Regions from separate parts of the Sus scrofa genome. Here region 1 is linked to region 2. Evidence: chromatin contacts called from public Hi-C data. All regions are on one chromosome and are shown on one strand. Each heading gives the region's core, a stretch centred on a gene start, on an enhancer-like site or on the middle of the called end of the contact. The rest is flanking DNA. Distances are from core to core; before and after follow the strand shown. Region 1 has its middle 180 kb from the start of CYLD. Region 2 has its middle 200 kb from the start of SALL1.

Region 1 (2,700 bases), core at 189-2,688, 420 kb after region 2:
AGAGCCTTGTTCTGATGCTGCTTCTGGAGACTGGTCCCAGCCTCCTTGCACACCCACATCAGGCCCCTGGGACCCAGCTTGTCCTAACGATGCCAGTTTGTAAGCCCATGTGAGGGGCAGGGAGGCTGGCACATCCTTCATGCTGAATCAGCTCAAGTATTTTCCACGGCCCCCGGCTGTGCATTCACTCAGAGCAGGTTGGAGCAAGGTGAGCAAGGTGGCGGGGAGCTGCTGAGCCCCTCTGGGTTCTGGCAGGTCAGAGACAAGACTGAAGGACCAGGCAGCTGGAGAGGGGCTCCGGGGGCTTGGGGCGGGTATTAGTCAGCGTTCTCCAGAAGCAATGGGATAGAGACCAATGCAACCAACAGGATACATATAAGTAGAAAGAAAGGGAGAAAGGGAGAAAGGGGGGGGGGGGGAAGCAGGGAGGGAGGAAAGCGGGGGGGCAGGGAAGAGGGAGGTAGGGAGGCAGGAAGGCAGGCCAGCCAATGGAGAGCAGACGAAGACTGATGTCCCAGCTCAAAGTGCAGGCAGAGAGGACACGCTCCTCCTTCTTCCCCATTTTTGCTCTATTCAGGCCTCCATGGATTGCATGGTGCCCGCCCCCACTGGGAGGGCAATCAGCGTTACTCAATCGCTGATTCAAATGCTAATCCCATCCAGAAACACCCTCACAGATACACCCAGAAATTATGTTTCCTCTGGGAGCCCCGTGTCCCCTCAAGTTGACACACAAAATCAACCATCACAGGGGCCCTTCCCAGGAATCGAACCTTCTGCTCCAGTGGGAAGGGCACCACCCTCGCCCTCGCTGCCCCTTCCTAGATTCACAGACTGTCAGAGCAGGAAAGGTGCCAAGAGATGGCTAATGGGGGAGTCACACACCCAGGACCAGACAGGTCACCAGTGTGGGAGACTGGACCTGCTGGGGCCCCCAGGGGGGTGATGGCCCGTGGACCCACCTGGGGAGCAAATGCACTCATCCACGGTCACCTGTAATATTGTGTCAAATACAAAGCCGCTCCCAGCAGGCCAGACTCAGTCTTCTGCTTCTCAAGTCAATTCTCTGATGCTCCTGCTGAAAACTCTGACCCCTAGAGCGAGGCGGGGCCACTCCGGACCACATGCTGAGAGCTGAGTCACATTGAGATGAGAGCCCAGCTCTGCTCACGCTCGGACCACCGTCTTTATTCCTTTATCGAATCAGCCAGCTCTGCACCAGCCAGGCAGCATGAGACACGGTCTCTGTCTCCAAGGAGCTCTGGGGTTCTGGACAGAGCAGCGCTAGAAGGACCACAGAGAAAGCCCCATTATACAGGCAGAAAAACTGAGAGTCGCGGAGAGGACGAAGCTCTGGCAGAAAAACGGAGGGTGTCAGGCAGAACGAGGACTTGAGCTGAAATATGACTTGCGTGCGGGCGTGTTGGGGTGAGCGGGCTCATTTGTTTCAAGCCTTCCGTGAAGACAGAGCTGTCCCTGGTATAGCGCAGGTATTGGCTCAGTATACGGTTTGGGGTCGATGACAAACCGAGGGTCCTGCTTTGGGAATGTGCAGGCTGGGAAGAGGGTCTCCTGGCACCCACTTCCCCCTGGAAAGCTTCTGGCACTGTCAACATTTCCCCCCAATTCCTGAGGATTTCCCTTTGGGTGCCAAGCTCGACACGTCCTCTTTGAATTCATAATGAGTACGGACTAAGCAGAAAGCAGCCCAAGGTGAGTCATTCATTAATCATAAACAAAACAGTCCCCGATCAAGGACACATCAGCACACACCATAAAAAGGGAAGGGAGGGGGAGGGTTGCCCAATCTCTTTATTTAATATTAACCACATTATGTTTTTGCATTTGAGTTCTGAGAAAGATTGCTCTCCTTTCCTGGGTGTTGTATGAACTCAATCCAAAGTCAATTTTTCTGGGATACGCGGGTGCCCGCTTCACGAGGGCTGAGGGTGAGTGGGGGGACTTTGGAGCCCCGGGCACTCACACTGGATGGATGCCCAGGCGGCAGGGCCACCTCCTCCTCGAGGTCTGAGAGGGCCTTATCCTCGACCACTTTTCCAGCGTTGCCTGATACATACGGAGGGACCACAGGTGACCATGGCGAGGGCCCGTCCTTGGGAGGCGCACGTTTAATGGCAGCGTAATCATAAGTGCTGAGTACTTGGCGAAAGCCACCTGTTGATATGGCTGGGCTGTGGCCCGTGGGGGCGAGGAGGTGAAGGGGACACGGACGGTAGTGTGAATATCACGCGGCTGGAGATTGCTCCACCACAATTACATTTTTTTTCTCCTTTGCTCCGCCCAAGGGGTCTGTGGATGGCGATAGGACAAGAGATGTGGTCCCATTTCATAGGTGGGCAAGCTGAGGCTCCAAGTGCGGAATAGTGTCCAGCAGGGCTCTTCCCATTCCCCACACCACCTGTGAAACAGCTTGGCAGAGGGCCCCAGGCTCCTAAGGGGCAGCTGTTACTTCACGACTGAGCTTCTGCCCCTCCCAGGGCTGCTCGTGTCTGCCCGAGGTGGGGAACTTTGGGTCCTTTGTCCTGGCAGCCGTGCCTGAGCACCCGCTTCCCTCCCTGGCACTCGGCTCCACGGTCTCCCCCCAGCTGGGGATGTGGCTGAGCTCTGCCATGCCCCCTGATGAGAGTGTGCACCTGCCGACTGGCAGGGGCACACCCCCAAGGCAATTTGCACAGCATG
Region 2 (2,748 bases), core at 246-2,745:
CTTTCCTTTTTTTAAAATAATAGTTGCACACATTTTTAATGTGATTTAAGCAAAAATCCACTTGCTATTTCTGTGGCAAAGTTCAAAAGCTCCATATTCAAAAATGTATGACCAAGAACACTTAGCAAATTCCAGAAACCTTTGACCTTCAGTTTGTTGAATATTGTAGTTTACGTTTTCTCTAATTTGTCCCGAACCATTTGTACCCTGGATTATTAATCTATAACCAAACACAGCTCTGGGAACCCTCCCCCCACCACACACACAGCAATGATGCCAGGAACATGACCAAATCCATTATCTTTTCTTTGAATTCTGTCAATATATTTATTTCACATCTTTATTCTGGCTTCTTTCTCCCTTTGCATTTCATGGAAAATCTTTCCAGATAAGATCAGAACTGCTTTGTCATTCATCAGCCGTAATCAAGTCTAACTCAACAGCAGAGTTTAAAAACATATTTTTTTCCACGTTCAGATGCAAAAAGGACCAAAAAAATAAACAACCAAAATTGTAGATCCCAGCTGTCTGCCTCTATGTCTGCATATGTCATTGTATCACGGTGCCCCTTTGGTAGATTTACGGTGTGAATTAATAAACATTCATGGAGACTGGAATATAGGTCAGCTACTGACATACTACTTGAGGAATCTGGAAGATTAGTTCCTAGAAGGCCAAGTCTGAGTGTCTAGAAAGCAGGCAGCACAGTGGGTACAAGACCTCCAGCTCTCAGGGAACACTCTGTCTGTTCTCCAGGGCTTCATGCACCTGCCCCTGCGTTTCATCATCTGTCCAACTTGAAAACAACAGCCCAGACCTCATAGGGTTTGTTCTGTAATCAGTCAATGAGTGTTCATTGAGTGCTTACGGTGTACCAGGCCTTTTCATTGGCACTGGGGTACTGAGTGTTGACATTCTCATAGGAAACAGAGACATAATAAGCAAATGGCTCAATAAGGTGTTTCAAATGGTGATAACTCCATGTTAAAAAAAAATGAGGGCGCTCCCATCGTGGCTCAGCGGAAAGGAATCTGACTAGTATCTAAGAGGATGCAGGTTCGATCCCTGGCCTTGCTCAGCAGGTTAAGGATCTGGTGTTGCCATGAGCTGTGATGTAGGTCACAGACGAGGCTCGGATCTCACGTTGCTGTGGCTGTGATGTAGGCCGGCAGCTGTAGCTCTGATTTGACCCCTAGCCTGGGAACCTCCATATGCTACAGGCGTGGTTCTCAAAAGACAAACAAACAAACAAAAAGAGACAAATCGTGAGAAGAAAAGTGAATAAAAATTTTAGTTAGATTTTAGATAAGTCTTCAGATAAGTTTGCTATATCAGAAGCTGGCATTTGAACTCAGCCATTGGTGAGAAGAAAGAACTAACTGAAGTTTGAAGGGAGGGAGGACCACGTAGAATAAATGGCCAGGTCTCACTTGTGAAGTGAAAAAGGCTACCACATTGGAGCACAGAGGACGGGGTAGGAGGGAGGGGGAGGAGGTGGAGGTAGATGGCCGCAGGGGAGCCAGGGCCAAAATCATGTGGGAGCTTGAAGGCCAAGTAAGGAATTTGGACTTTGGCCCAAGTGCAATGAGAAATCACGAGTGAGTTTTAACCAGAGCAGGGAAAATGATCTGATTGATGACAGTGGAGAGGCTGCCTCCCAATTCTCTTTGTCAGGAGAGATTTTCAACCTGCAGCTCTAATGGCATCAGTACCATCGGGAAGTGGGTGGCGACCCAATATGACTTTCAAAGTGTTGGAAGGGTTTGAGTGGGATGGGGGAGTGTGTACAGAGACCCCGACAGAGACCTGCATCTGCGATGATGTCTTGGATGCTCCTGAGCTCTAGTAACCAGGACAGACTCAGCTTCGGCCAATAAAAGCTCCTCAAATGCAGTGAACTGAAACAAGAGAGAAGTGTATTTCTCTGGATGATCCAGAACCAATATGGCACCTCAGTGATACCAGGGACACAAACGTTCTCTCTTTCCTATTGTCCTGCCAACCCCAACATGCAGCTGCCTTCTCAGTGACCACGAGAGCTGCCAGCTGCCATACGTGTTTCTGCCACCACGCCTGCGTTTCAGCCAGAGAAAAAGAATACTTTCCTTTTCGGGTCTCCACCTAGAAGCGACATACCTCATTTCTACTCATTTTCTTCCATTGACCAGAACCTATGGGTGTGGCCAAAGCTATCTTCAAGGGAAGCTGGAAAATGGAGTTTTGAGCTGATCAGCGTGGTGCCCAGTCAAAACTGTTCCTATTAGAAAAGAAAGTAAGAGGGAGAATTCATAGCTTCCACCCAGTGCAAAAGCAGCTGGGATTGCGTGCAACCCTTAGAGACCCAGCGCTATTAAAAGAAGTTCTGTTCCCAAAGGACTCATGAATAAAATAAACAATAATCATAAATAATAAAAACAACTAGGTAATTGAGACATCACCACCTATCAATAATTTTTCCATATGCATTTCTCACTCTGCCACATGCAATCAGCACGGTTTAAAAAAATTATTGAACAAACATGTTACTGTTCATTTGCCTCTCCCAGGGCCCGCTCTTGGAGTTGTTTCCCTAGAAAATAGAGATAGATTTGTACTGTTTTTGTTTTTGTTTTTGTTTTTGTCTTTTGTCTTTTTAGGGCCACACCTACAGCATACGGGGGTTCCCAGGCTAGGGGTCGAATCCGAGCTGTAGTGGGATGTGGGATATCATCAATTCTTTGAAGGATTGGCCTGAAGAAGTCCTCCATG

Evidence for each region. Hi-C and Micro-C count contacts between places; a contact is called where the count stands out from the background.
Region 1: a contact with region 2 is called in a Hi-C map of liver, with 10 times the contacts expected there. The contact joins two enhancer-like sites. A contact is called at or near these places in 4 of 47 Hi-C or Micro-C datasets (liver and skeletal muscle).

The regions. Positions count from the first base shown.
Region 1 is chr6:33,942,218-33,944,917 of Sscrofa11.1, forward strand. No RefSeq gene overlaps it. Among named protein-coding and RNA genes, the nearest start is that of CYLD, 180 kb to the right of the region's middle. Within about 2 kb of position 1,439, at least 9 of the 83 cell types and tissues checked have an H3K27ac peak or open chromatin away from gene starts, as enhancers often do. A contact at or near this core is called in liver, where this site is marked.
Region 2 is chr6:33,526,661-33,529,408 of Sscrofa11.1, forward strand. No RefSeq gene overlaps it. Among named protein-coding and RNA genes, the nearest start is that of SALL1, 200 kb to the right of the region's middle. Within about 2 kb of position 1,496, at least 2 of the 83 cell types and tissues checked have an H3K27ac peak or open chromatin away from gene starts, as enhancers often do. A contact at or near this core is called in liver, where this site is marked.